2 separate regions of the Macaca mulatta genome follow, and region 1 is linked to region 2. A link is a contact called in public Hi-C data. All regions are on one chromosome and are shown on one strand. The core of a region is the stretch at or near the end of the contact, and the rest is flanking DNA. Distances in the headings are between cores, read along the strand shown. Region 1 holds the start of RIF1 (replication timing regulatory factor 1). Region 2 holds the start of RBM43 (RNA binding motif protein 43).

Region 1 (7,327 bases), core at 2,255-4,754, 150 kb before region 2:
CTACTCTGAAAGAATTCAATTATCCTTTCATTGCTTAAAATTGCTATTGTCCTATTATCAACCTTCCACGTGTATCCAAATAATTTCAGGTACAAATCCTATTTACAAACAATGCAACTTGACTCAAAATGTATGCAACAAGACTGGGCCCAGTGGCCAACCAACATGGAGAAACCCCGTCCCTACTAAAAATACGAAAAAAAATTAGCCGGGCATGGTGGCGCATGCCTGTAATCCCAGCTACTTGGGAGGCTGAGGCAGGAGAACAGCTTGAACCCGGGAGGTGTTCAAGCCACTGCACTCCAGCCTGGGCAACAAGAGCAAAACTCTGTCCCCCGCCAAAAAAAAAAAAAAACCAAAAAAAAAGTATGCAATAGAGTTCCTGATCCTATAAATGCTCAATATACGAAAGTGCATGTCTTTACATCGAATTACAACAATGTGGAATATGACAATAAAGAAAATGGAATAAACACCGATATTAAGTAACTAGCACACAATAAAGTTTCTGCTTACACAAAAAAAGTTGATGACTATGACAACACCAAGAGTAGGCTATCTCTGTTAATACTTAGCCAAAAATCACGTTAAAATGTACAATACGTGTCTGGATGAAACACTTGTTTAAAGGCACACAGCTGGGCACGGTGGCTCACACCTGTAATCCCAGCACTTTGGGAGGCCAAGACGGGCGGATCACCTGAAGTCAGGAGTTCAAGACCAACCTGGTCAACATGATGAAACCCCATCTCTACTAAAAATATTAGCCGGACGTGGTGAGGGCATGCCTGTAATCCCAGCTACTCAGGAGGCTGAGGCAGGAAAATCACTTGAACATGGGAGACAGAGGTTGCAGTGAGCTGAGATTGTGAAACTGCACTCCGGCATGGGTGACAGAGCAAGATCTGCCTGAAACAAACAAAAAGCATAAAAGTCGGGCATGGTGGCACCTTCTTGTAATCTCAGTTACTAAGGAGGCTGAGGTGGGAGGATCGTTTGGACCCAGGAGTTCGAGACTGGCTTAGGCAACCTATCAAGATCCCCACCTCAATAATTAAAAACAAAAATAAAAGCACAAGAACAAGGTCATAATAAAACCACAAAATATTTTTTAAAAAAGGAACAAGGTCATAAAAATAAGAACTCAAAGAAACATTGGAGATAAAGTTCAACTTTTTCATTCTAAAAACAAGAAAATTTAAAATATGTTAAGGATGGTCAGGAAGCCACTGAGTAGGCAAGTGAAGACACGAACACAGCTCCATATGTATGACGTCAAACATCATTTCCCTAAAGCAAAAAAGGTAACAGTTGTAGCAAAAACTGAGGGTGAATGAGGAAAAAGAAATTAATGCTACCTACAGAGTAGACCAAAGACAACCGTAATTTTAAAATCACTTACTTAGATGTAGATTCCCAAAGGAAAGAAAACAGGTTAATCTCTGATCACTGCTTTCAAGAGCACAAACTCAGATTCAAGTGCCCTTAGGCAACTTAGGCAAATTAAATTAATTTCTTCACCTGCAAAGTGATCATTAAGAAATAATCTCATGGAACTATGGAGAGTTAAGTGATAAAGCATGTAAGGTAATTAAGAAAGTACCTGAGAAGCTTTAAGTAACAATAAAGAGTATTATAATCAGTATTACTGCTGTTGTATTTTAGATTCAAAGCTTTTGAGTCAACCGGCAAAACTTTTAATAAACCACCAAAAGTGTCTCAGCAAGGTGGCTCACGCCTGTAATCCCAACACTTTGGGAGGCCGAGGAAGGAGGATCGCCTGAGGTCGGGAGTTCGAGACCAGCCTGACCAATATGGAGAAACCTCTTCTCTACTAAAAATACACAATTAGCCGGGGTGGTGACGGATGCCTGTAATCCCAGCTATTCAGGAGGCTGAGGCAGGAGAATCGCTTGAACCTGAAAGGCGGAGGTTTCAGTGAGCCAAGGCCGAGCCACTGCACTCTCTGGCAACAAGAGCGAAACTCCACCGCAAAACAACAACAACAAAAAAAACAAACTACCAAAAGTGAAAAACTATTTAACAAACAGATACATACCTTTAAAACTTTGTACAGCCGAGGAAGCTTTTTCTCGATTTCTATAATTACTTCTTTTCCTTCTTCTCCAGTCATACGACTTAAAAAGCAGGAAGAACACAAGTTCAGGTAGTTGACGGGGAGAAAAAAAAAACTCCCTAAAATACATGCACCACCTTTTTAAAAATTACTTTCTAACTCTTGTAAATGAATTAACCCAGTAGGTAAAGTCCTTAAAGGCATATAGAATATATAATGCAATATATATCAGAAGTGAAAGTAGAAAACTCTTCAGAATAACATTTTACATCCGTTACACGCAAGTTGTGATAGCCTGACTCCAAAAAGACAGAACGGGGATCCCTATCCCTAGTTACTAACGATTTACTAAGCCTTTACAAAAGGTTTTACAAAAGTTTAGTACATTTCTATGAAAATTACTTTGAAGCATTTTGCAATTAATAAAAATCAGTTTATGGCTGTTAAAAAAAAAAAAAAACTCCGGGTAGCCACATTTTCCCAACACATCGGAGGTTTACACTGAAAACCCCTCCTCCAACAACTACTTCCAAGCGAAACTTTTAAAAATCCCTCGCTTGCAAAACACGTGCAAGCTCCCTCGTTCCAAACACACACCTCAAGCGCACCAGCAGCAGTACCCGGGAACGTCACCTAGGATACATCTCCCCCGCCCCACAACGCGTCCGCGACTCGGGTGTCCTCACATTTGCCAGACTTCTAGAACTCATATTCATTCTACGCGCCCCTCCCAACCACCTTCTTTCTCCCCAGTCTAGAGCGCTCCCCCCACCCAGCAACGCCCCGTGGCGGACCTCACCTGGTCAGACTCAGGTAAGCGTCAGTCTGCCCTCCATGGGAGGCAGAAGGGTCTTCCAAAGTCTCCAACAGCGGCGCGAGGGGGCTCTGACCCCTGGCCGTCATGTCGGCCACCCTGAGGCCCGAACCGGAAGAGGAGAAAATCCAGTGACCGATGGAAACAGCCCCGCGGCGGCCGTGTGAGTCCGGCCCTCACACCCGCACGCCCGCCCCGGCCTCACAGCCACGCCGCGTCTGCACCCCAGGCCTCCGAAGCACCAAACCCCAGCGCGAACCTCCTCCGGCGCCCGGCACCAGGAACCTGAGGCCACGCCACATTCGGGCCTGGGCCCGCTCCCGCCACCACTTTCCCGGGCAGCTTTCAACAGAGGGAGGAGATCGGCAGAGGGCGGGAGAAGCCCGGGGAACGAGGCATCTCGCCGCGAGGGGGCGGAGGGTGGGCAGACTAAGGGCTCCCCACGGCCTATCACTGTGACCCCGATATTTATCCCACCTAGGAAGATCAGGACAGGGTCCTCTCCGCCTCTGCCCCGCAGCACCCGGACGCTGCCAGAGCTCGACTGTCCCTGCTCCGGCTGTTTACTCACGCGTGCGGCGCTCTCCCTCCTAGACCAAGATGGCGGCGGGGCGGGCCCAGGAGTGCGCGGGAGTAGGTTAGGCCTGGCGGGAGAAGTTCGAGCCAATCCAACAGTCAGCGGCGCACCTGAGTTATCGATCGCATCGCTTCCCTGCCCAGCTGCCGTGTCTCGCCCCGCTGGTCAGCATCAGGTGGTGGTGTTTTGCCTAAGGCGAGAGACTTGAAATTCAAAATGTGACTTAATTGCGCACACTCACTAGACTGAACTTAGTAGACCTTTAGACTAAGTGTTCAAACTCCAAGTCCAGTGCTTGTTGAAGTTTTAGCTACAAATCAGTTAGCAAAAGGAGATAACGTACTGTTAGGTTTAAGACTAAGAGCTGGCCGGGCGCAGTAGCTCACACCTGTAATCCAAGCACTTTGGGAGGCCGAGGTGGGCGGGTCACCTGAGGTCAGGAGTTCGAGACCAGGCTGGCCAACACATGGTGAAACCGCGTCTCTACTTAAAAAAAAAAAATACAAAAATTAGCTGGGTGTGGTGGCGCACGCCTGTAGTCCCAGCCACTTGGAAAGCAGAGGCAGAAGAATCGCTTGAACCCGGGAGGCGGAGGTTGCATTGAGCCGAGATCACGCCACTGCACTCCAGCCTGAACGACAGAGTAAGATTAAGACTCCGTCTCTCAAAAAAAAAGAAGAGGCCGGGCGCGGTGGCTCAAGCCTGTAATCTCAGCACTTTGGGAGGCCGAGACGGGCGGATCACGAGGTCAGGAGATCGAGACCATCCTGGCTAACACGGTGAAATCCCGTCTCTACTAGAATACAAAAAAAATTAGCCGGGCGTGGTGGCGGGCGCCTGTAGTCCCAGCTACTTGGGAGGCTGAGGCAGGAGAATGGCGTGAACCCGGGAGGCGGGGCTTGCAGTGAGCTGAGATCCGGCCACTGCACTCCAGCCTGGGCAACAGAGCCCGACTCCGTCTCGAAAAAAAAAAAAAGAAGAAGAAGAAAAGAGCTGTATATCAAGAAGGTCTAGATTCCAGCTCTGGTTCCACGTGACTTTAGCAAGTTAATTAACCTATGCCTCAATTTCCTCCTCCATAAAACAGGGCTTTTAATAGGTGAAGTGAGAAAAGGTTGGAGAGGCCAATGGTTCTCAAGTTTTAAGCGTACATAACAATGGCCTGGGGATATTCGTTAGTAAACTGCAGCTTCCTGGGCCCCGCCTTTATGCATTGTAATTCAGTAGATTTAGGTAGCTCCCGAGGATGTGCATTCTTCTCTTAGGCCCCTGGGGGGTTGAAGGGTGGGATTTGGCCCGGGCTTCTTCCCTAGAGACACGTCGGTAAACACAATGACAGTCATTTATCCTTACTGTTAATATGCTGCTCCTCTTTTCCTTTTTTTTTTACTTTTCTTTTCTTTTCTTTTTTTTTTTTTTGAGACGGAGCCTCCTTCTTTCGCCCATGCTGGAGTGCAGTGGGCTATCTAGGCTCACTGCAACCTCTGCCTCAGCCTCCGGTGCAGCTGGGATTACAGACGCCCGCCACCACACCCAGCTAATTTTTGTATTTTTAGTAGAGACGGGGTTACACCATTTTGGCCGTGCTGATCTCAAACTCCTGACCTCGTGATCCGCACGCCTCGGCCTCCCAAAGTGCTGGGATTACAGACTTCAGCCACCGTGCCGGGCTGTATGTGGTTTTTTTATTGTCTGCCTCTACCCATTAGAATATAAATTCTGTGAGAACAGGGATTTTGCTTTTTTTTTTTCCCCCCCATAATTTCCCGTTTATAATTAAAGGACTGGGGGGGGGGTCATGTTGCTTGTATTTCTTTCATATGTATGGTTCTTTGATCTTCCAAAAATGTTATGTTTTAAATTTTATTATTTTTAAAGACAAGGCCTTGCTCTGTTGCCTGGGCTGGAGTGCAGTTGGTGGTGTGATCATGATTTACTGCAGCCCTGAATTTCTTGGGTTCAGATGATCCTCCTGCCTCAGCCTTATAAGTAGCTCAAAAATGTTATGTAAGATTTTATCGTTGTCATTCCTGTGCCTAAAATACTCTGGCCATTCCCATCAGCAACAGGATGGATTTCAAAACTTTTGACATAACATGCAAGCCTACCATGATTGGGCCACTGCTCGTTCTTCATCTCCAGATTACTCCCACTTCATCAGATTCTGAAGTTTGCTAAGATCTCCAGCTTCTCTGTGTCTTTGAAGACTTTTATTTACAGCATGTATTTAGAATATTAATTACCTTCTTCAAGAGTAATAAATAAGAGTCAGGTGGTTCACACCTATAATCCCAACACTTTGCAAGGCTGAAGCAAGTGGATCACCTGAGGTCAGTTCAAGATCAGCCTGGCTGATATGGTGAAACCCTTTCTCTACTAAAAATACAAAAATCAGCCGGGCGTGGTGGTGCACGCCTGTAATCCTAGCTACTCAGGAGGCTGAGGCAGGAGAATCGCTTGAACCTGGGAGGCGGATTCAAGCCAAGATTGCGCCACTGCATTCCAGCCTGGGCAACAGAGTGAGACTGTCTTAAAAAAAAAAAAAAAAAAAGAGTCGACTAAAATCACACCTTTTTGTGAAATCTTTCCCTCATCTACTATCCAAACACACACATTCTCTTCATGGAGAATTAAATGCTCCTGCCTCCCTGCTATCATGCTATTGATCTGATAAAATGAGTATCTCATTAATTTATTGTTGTTTGGTTATAGGTGTTTGAGTGCAGTGGCAGTGGCAGAGTTGACAGGTAGCCTGAGGGGGATTAGTTCCATATAAATTTCATATAAATTTCTATAGAAATGTTTATAGCTACCCTCCTGGATCTGCTACCTTTGGGCAATAAATTCATAGTACCTAGCACTCAATAAATATAATCTGAAATAATTTGTTCATATATTAATTCATCCATCCTTTCATCCATTCATCCAACTAATACACAATTTCTATCTTTCCCTCTCTAAATCCTACATCTCTTCTCCCCAGATCATCTTCCCTTTCTAGATGAAAAGCCTTATATCTGCAATCCAATATTCCTTTCTAACTTCCTCATTCATGTTTTTTTTGTTTTGTTTTGTTTTGTTTTGTTTTGAGACAGAGACTTGCTCTGTCACCCAGGCTGGAATGCAGTGGTGCAGACATGGCTTACTGCAGCCTCTACCTCCTGGGCTCAAGTGATCCTCCCACCTCAGCCTCCTAAGTAGCTGGGACTACAGGTATGCACCACCATGCCTGGCTAATGTTTATTTTTTGTAGAGATGAGGTCTTGCTATGTCACCCAGACTGGTCTCAAACTCCTGGGATCAAGCAATTCTCCCATCTTAACCTTTCAAAGTGCTGAGATTATAGTTGTGAACCTCCATGCCCAGCCACATTAAGCACACATTACTCAGCAAACATGAAGCCTATAATCTATATCTATCAATGACTCCTTTCTCTTACTTGTCCCCAGTGGTCCTAATGATTCTCCCTTCTCAATAATTCTTAGATCTACCAACCAATGTGTATCTAAAAATCTCAATTTATAGCCTAAATATACCTAAACATATTATTTCAGGGCTAGAACATTGCTTTTTTTTTTTTTTTTTTTAAGTTTTTATTGAGTGTCTGGTACCATACATGCATTATCTTTCTTTTTTTTTCTCTCTCTTTTCAAGACAAGAGTCTCGCTCTGTTGCCCAGGCTGGAGTGCAGTGATGCAATCTCAGCTCACTGCAACCTCAAATGTTGCAGTGTTGAAGTGATTCTCATGCCTCAGCCACCCAAATAGCTGGAATTTCAGGTGTGCACCACCATACCCAGCTAATGTTTGTATTTTTATCAGAGACGGGGTTTCATCATGTTGACCAGGCTGATCTGGAA
Region 2 (7,126 bases), core at 858-3,357:
CTAGGTCCCTCTGGAAGGCCTGTTGTTGGGGTATACAAAGAAGGATGAGGAAAAGAGAAATCAAGGACTGGGTCATGAGCTTGAGCTCATGGGTGGACAGTGCTGCCAATTCTTGAGGGGGAATTAAGAAGGGGAGAAGAAGAGTTCTACTTGTTAAATTTCAGATGCTTGCTTGACATTCAAGTCGGCACTTAGATACATACATCTGGAAAGAAAAGATAAATTGGGGAATTACTTACAGATCTACCTCATTCTGTTTTTCTTTTTTTTTTCTTCTTGAGACAGAGTCTTGCTCTGTCGCCCAGGCTGGAGTACCGTGGTGTGATCTTGGCTCACTCTGTCTCCAGGGTTCAAGGGATTCTCTAGCCTCAGCCTCCCCAGTAGCTGAGATTACAGGTGTGTGCCACCACGCCCGGCTAATTTTTGTATTTTTAGTACAGACGGGTTTCACCATGTTGCTCAAGCTGGTCTTGAATTCATGAGCTCAAAGTGATCCACCCACCTTGGCCTCCCAAAGCTCTGGGAATGCAGGTGGGAGCCACTGCTCCCTTCCTCATTGTTTTAAAATCTTCATAGCCTTGTGCCTTACTGATATACCATCAGCCATATAATAAATAGCTCCATTCAATGATAAACTAGGTGGATCCCAGTTTATAAAAAAATATTACTACCTGTATTTCAAGCAATAAAATAAAATTTCTATACAATATCTTAGTACCATTTGTGCACTATAACTTCAAGTTCAGTTCTAAAAGTAGAATTGCTGAGACTAAGAATATGTGCGTTTTACATTTTTTTGCACTTTACATTTTGATAAAAATCTTTAGACGTATTAGCATCTATCTATGCTTGCAGCAACTCTGATGCTTTCTTACATTCAGGCTAACGCTTTTTAGTTTTCCAGATCTAGCTGTGGAGAAATGGTATCTTATTATTTCAATTTCCATTTCTTAGGAGTGGGATTGGGTTTCTTCATATCTGCTAGCTATCTACCTTTGTTCTTCATGCATTCATTGATTTGATTTTGAAGTTTGTCCAGAGATTCTCTGTGTCCCCATAGGTGCCATTCAGGGGTCCTATACTAAGGCATGGACAAAGTGGTGAGCTCTCTGTTGGCAGGGACCTGGCGCTTTCATCCTGTGTCCTTAGCACCCGGTAGAGGTCCAAGGGGGCTCCTGGTCTGGGCTGGGAAGGTGACCAACACGGGGTTGGGGGTTGAGGTGGGGGTCGGGGAACTGGGGTAGGTTGTACAGAGGAAAAGGCACAGGTGAGGGGTGGGGGAAGACGAAGATGGCTGGACAGATAATAAGGGCGTAGGAAAGACATTCAGATTTCACTGAGCGAAGGGCTTTTAAAAACTGATGCTAGAAAAACTTTACTTGCTGTTGTAAAAAACCATCTGTGTGAAGTAGAAATTGGTATCAATAACATTATAGAGAATACGTTCTAAAAAGTAAAGGTAGCTGGATGTAAAATTCTGGTAGCAGTTTAATATCCTAGATGGTTAGGTTGAGGCCAGCAACTAATGAGGACAAAAGCCTTCTCTATGGGAAATTTTGGACAATTATCTGGAGAAATATTACAGTGAGCATAAACCACACTGAATTGTTTTCAAAAGTGTTGTAAAGTTTCATGTAGTAAAAAGGTTTTAGCCACATGCCCTTCAACTTCATGGCATCGAATATATAAACACAGAAGACAGCATGCATGCAAGATATGTAACTCCCTTACATGCTAATGCATGCGATTCAAAACTGTCATGACATCTAGGGCTGTCTGCAACTACGAGATGACTGACGTTATGAAAAGCGTAGCCCCCCGAGTATCAACACAGGAAGCGGCCACCACCTCCTATGTGTTTTCCCTTTTTGCGTTTTTTCTTTTTTAAAATCAACTCTGCTGTTGTTGCTGCTGCTTAGCAAAACGGGTAAAAACAAAATTGCAATCATTGATTCATCACCCACAGAATCCCCAAATTTCCTGTCGAGGAATCCTCTCGGCCTCTCTCCAGCGTGCTTCCAAAAGTTGCAAAAATACGGAGGGCGTCTGGGCAGGCGCTGGCAACAGCCCTCCGGAGTCCGAGCTCCCACCCACAGGCCACGAGGTAGCAGACAGCCGGATCGGGTGGAAGGGCCGCCCTTTTCTTCGTAGCCTCCAAGGGAGCGGGAACAAAAAAACGAAACCAAAACCTGCCTGCTCGCTCCTCTCCCCATCTCCCGCGTTCCGCTGGTTGTGGGCTTCCTGCGGCCGCCGAGGGCGCGTCTCTCCTCCGCCATGGCAAGTTCCTTTTGCTTTGATTTTGCGGAGCAGGTCCATGCCTGCACCGTCGCCATGGTCCCCTAGAAGGGCGCGGAACCGGGCGCGACGGGCCAGGGTGCAGGGCTGCGCGGGAAGGGGCGGCGCGCGGAGGGGCCCTGGGGATCCCGGAGAGCCGTCCACCCCGGCGGGCAAACTCAGGTCAGCCTCGCTGCAACTTCCCGGGTGGCGGCACTGCGTGCTCCTGAAATTCACATACGGCGGTGCGGTGTAGGCCCGCTCCAGAAGCGCAGGACTAGGCTGCCACCTCCCGCACCCACTGCACAGGCGACGGGGACGCAGCCGTTTCCTCGAGGAGCTGCTTCGCAGGCTATTAGGGCTTAACTGTTGGCCTCCCACGCCTCGGGGGGAACAAAAGTGGACTGATTAGCCAGAAATGGAGGCCACAGTGCCTTTAGAAAAGGGCTAGTAAGAACGAGGACGCAAGTCAGGAAGACATCCTCATGTCTTATGTCTGCCTTGGTGCGAATTCTTGTCTTTTGTGGTCTTAGTTTTCCCTCTAGAGACACAAAGGACGTTTTTACTATTAGTGCTGGTGAGGAAGAAAAGTTAGCAAATTCAAAATGTAGCCTCTGTGTTTTGTTTTGTTTCCATCAATCGCATAAAAGCCTTGGCAAGGCCTTTAATTCCTGCTCTGAAATGCTAGAGTCCCGGAAATGCAAAAGCAATTGTGAGAGGCAAGTGCGTTTTTGTTGACCTGGTGGCGGTAAAGGCGTCGTCATTCAAAATGAACAACTGATTTTGAGAAAATCAATATAAACAAATGCAGTGAATGAATCTTCTTTTTCTTCCCAATGCCTTACTTACAAAAGTAAAGTTTTTCTATATACTTTTTGCTTTCTGATAAGATGGCCAAGTCTGTTATAACACAATACTGATGCAAGGAAAAGCGCCATCACCTTAGTATCTCTTGGCTAAAAGCTGCTGGTTGCAAAGTCCTTGAAAGGACTGTCTTTCTCTAGGACAATTCTTTATCTTAATCGTGGGTAGAAGAGATTAATAACCCTCATTATTCATAACTGACCTCAGTAAAATTATCTGTATTAGCCATACTTTCTCCAACCTACGAAACGAAGGACAAATACTGGCAAGTCATTGAAGTACTAATTCATTAAATGATTCATAGAAACTAGTTCTTACCAAACAAAATTTACACCTTTATGTTTTTTTCTCCTAAAAATACTGGTTCAGGGAGAAGTTTCTTTGATTTTAAAGATAAATTACATGTAGACATTCAAATAAAGAAATACAGTATTAGTACTAATGAGGGCATGGAACTGAAGTAAGATTTCCTGAGTTTAAATTAATTGCATGTTTTTCTTTGATATTGTTGGAGTGCAGAAAAAGATCCCCTGCCGGGCGCGGTGGCTCACTCCTGTAATCCCAGCGCTTTGGGAGGCCAAGGCGGGCGGATCACGTGAGGTCAGGAGTCTCTACTAAAAATACAAAAATTAGCCGGGCGTGATGGCACCCACCTGTAGTCTCAGCTACTCGGGAGGCTGAGGTAGGAGGATCACTTGAACCCAGGAGGCGGAGGTTGCACTGAGCCAAGGTCGTGCCATTGTACTCCAGCCTGGACAACAGAGCGAGGCTCCGTCTAAAAAAAAAAAAAAGACTTTGAGAGGCCAAGGGGGTTGTGGAGCACGAGGTCAGGAGTTCGAGACCAGCCTGGCCAAAATGGTGAAACCCCCGTCTCTACTAAAAATACAAAAATTAGCCGGGCATGGTGGCTGGTGCCTGTAGTCCCAGCTACTGGGGAGGCTGAGGCAGGAGAATCACTTGAACCTGGGAGGTGGAGGTTGCAGTGAGCCAAGATCACACCACTACACTCCAGGGTGGGTGACAGAGCGAGATTCCGTCTCAAAAAAAAAAAGAAAAAAGAAAAAAGAGAAAGATCTCCCAAAAGAAATAAACACAAATGAGTGAGTGAATCTTCACTAGAAAAATAAAGTTTTTCTTTATGCCTTTTGCTTTCTGATATGATGTCCCTGCCTTTATTCTTACATTGACAGGGTTGAGCACTTCTATTTTTTTGTAGCCATATTTAAATCTTCAATATTTTTGTTTTTATTTTATTTTATTTTTTTTTGAGACAGAGTCTCACTCTGTCACCCAGGCTGGAGTGCAGTGGCACGATCTTGGCCCACTGCAACCCTCACCTCCCGTGTTCAAGCCATTCTGGTTCCTCAGCCTCTGGAGTAGCTGGGATTACAGGCGCCTGCCACCACTAATTTTTGTATTTTTAGTAGAGATGGGGTTTCACCATGTTGGCCAGGCTGATCTCAAACTTCTGACCTCAAGTGATCTGCCCACCTCAGCTTCCCAAAGTGCTGGGGTTACAGTCGTGAGCTATTGCACCTGGCCTTTTTTAAGAGTTAGCAGGTTTGTCTAAAGGTAAAAACCAATAATAATGTAAACAGTAAATATTGTTTATAGCAGGTCCCAATAGTGTGCTGTGATTACTTTTTCTCCTTTTGGTCCAATGTTATGTGTATTTTTCCTTTTCCACTTCTAGGAAAATGTTCCCAGCAAATGGGTCAAATGGATTCCCTCCCTCCCTCCCTCCCTCCCTCCCTTCCTTCCTCTTTCTCTTCTTTTCTCCTTTCTCTTTTCTTTTCTTTATTTCTCTTTCTTTCTTTTCTTTTTCTTTCTTTCTTTCTTTTTCTTTCTCGTTCTTTCTTTCTTTTTCTTCTTTTTCTTTCTTTCTCTTTTCTTTCTTTTCTTTTTGCATTCCATGATTTTTTTTTTTTTTTTTTTTTGGGACAAAGTCTCCCTCTATTGCCTAGGCAGGCTGGAGTGCAGTGGTGCTCACTACAACCTTCACCTCTCAGATTCAAGCCATTCTCCTGTCTCAGCCTCCCAAGTAGTAGCTGGGACTATAGGCATGTGCCACCACGCCCAGATACTTTTTGTTATTTTTGGTAGAGATGGTATTTCATCAGGTTGGCAGGCTGTCCTCAAACTCCGCCTGCCTTGGCCTCCCAAAGTTCAGGGATTACAGGTGTGAGCCACCTTGCCCAGTCTGCATTCCATACTTTACTTAAAATCATGCAAGTACTTATATTTTTAGGCTGGGGCCCCTTCAAATCCCATAAATGGGGGAGAACTTGCTCTGGGATATAAATGCTAGCAGATTCTCTCTGGAGTGTTCATTCAGGTTTTTTTTTTTTTTTTTTTTTTAGACAGAACCTTGTTCTGTCACCCAGGCTGGAGTGCCGTGGTGCCATCTTGGCTCACTGCAGCCTTGAGCTCCTGGGCTCAAGTGATCCTCCGATCCTCCTATCTCCACCTCTGGAGTAACTAGCTGGGACTACAGGTGTGCACCACCACACCTGGGTAATTTTTTGTGTTTTTGGTAGAGACCGGGTTTCATCTGGATTACAGGCGCCTGCCACCACACCCAGCTTATTTGTAGTAGAGACGGCATTTCACCACGTTGACCAGGCTGGTCTAGAATTCCTGACCTCAGGTGATCCATCCGCCTCGGCCTCCCAAAGTGCTAGGATTACAGGTGTGAGCCACCGTGCCCGGGCTTCTTTTTAAAATTGTTTTACTTTCATTTTATGGGGCTCTTGGGATGGACAGGACATTGTGTGTGTGGTGTGTGTGTGTGTATGTGTGTGTATGTGTGTGTGCGGGTGCTTACACTGTCTTCCTGATCTGGTAGGTCAGAAATAGTTTCAGTGGAGTCCTATTGAATAGAGAGGCCTCTGAACTGAGGGCCCCAAATTCCTTTCTGGTCTGCTAACCATTACTGTAGCCCATGAGCTGTCCTGTCCAACCCCAGGTAACTTAGGACAGCTTATGTTTGAGCTTGGGTGGACTAACTGTATAAAAATTGGGAGAAGCTTATAAATCCATTTCCCTAAATGAGGCTGAGGGACAAATTAAAACATTTAAATAGAAGCCTTAACTGGATAATAAAAGCTCAAAGAGAATGAGCCCAAGGAAGGATTTACTTGCAGTTGATACTCTGTGTCTAGCATGGTGGCAGGGTCTGCAATAGTGTGTATTTGCTATGGCTGACTTCAGATATGTGCTGGAAGGCAGGATTTACTCCGTTGCAGTCCCTATGTTATTGCCAGGGCTTTGTTTGTTTGTTTGTTTATTTATTTAGAAACGGAGTCTCTTGCTGCCCAGGCTGGAGTGCAGTGGTATGATCTGGGCTCACTGCAACCTCCGCCTCCTGGGTTCAGGTGATTCTCCTGTCTCAGTTTACCGAGTGGCTGGGATTACAGGCGCCCGCCACCACACCCAGCTACTTTTTGTATTTTTAGTAGAGACGGGGTTTCACCATGTTGGCCAGGCTGGTCTTGAACTCCTGACCTCAGGTGATCTGCCTGCTTCAGCCTCCCAAAGTGCTGGGATTACAGGCATGAGCCACTATACATGGCCCAGGGATTTTTTTTTTTTTTTTTTTTTTAATGATAACTTTCCTGATTCTGACAAAGTAGGGAATGTGTTTCTTAGTCTCTCACATACTTTAGACTCTACAATGTAAAGAAAACATATAGCCACCTCCAAATACCATATTTTGTGGTTAGTTTGACTTATTTTTAATTAATAAATTTTTAAATTTATATTTTTGATCTTTTCCTTTGTAACTTCTTCCATTATTTTTAGACCTTCCTAAATCAGACAAATATTAACCAATATTTTCAACTTATTAAAAAAAGGATGGTAACTTCTTCCATTATTTTTAGGGCTTCCTAAATCAGACAAATATTAATCAGTATTTTCAACTTATGAAAAAAAGGGTGGCTGGGTGTGGTGGCTCATGCCTGTAATCCCAGCACTTTGAGCAGCTGAG

Evidence for each region. Hi-C and Micro-C count contacts between places; a contact is called where the count stands out from the background.
Region 1: a contact with region 2 is called in a Hi-C map of fetal cortex germinal zone, with 2.9 times the contacts expected there. The contact joins the promoter of RIF1 here to the promoter of RBM43 in region 2. A contact is called at or near these places in 2 of 14 Hi-C or Micro-C datasets (blood and fetal cortex germinal zone).

The regions. Positions count from the first base shown.
Region 1 is chr12:56,364,218-56,371,544 of T2T-MMU8v2.0, reverse strand. RIF1 (replication timing regulatory factor 1) reads right to left here and starts at 3,504. Exons shown (of 36, transcript XR_013401987.1): 1 at 3,369-3,504; 2 at 2,877-2,990; 3 at 2,060-2,138.
Region 2 is chr12:56,217,852-56,224,977 of T2T-MMU8v2.0, reverse strand. It overlaps RBM43 (RNA binding motif protein 43), which reads left to right and starts at 2,107. Exons shown (of 4, transcript XM_015110089.3): 1 at 2,107-2,277. The coding sequence starts at 2,275.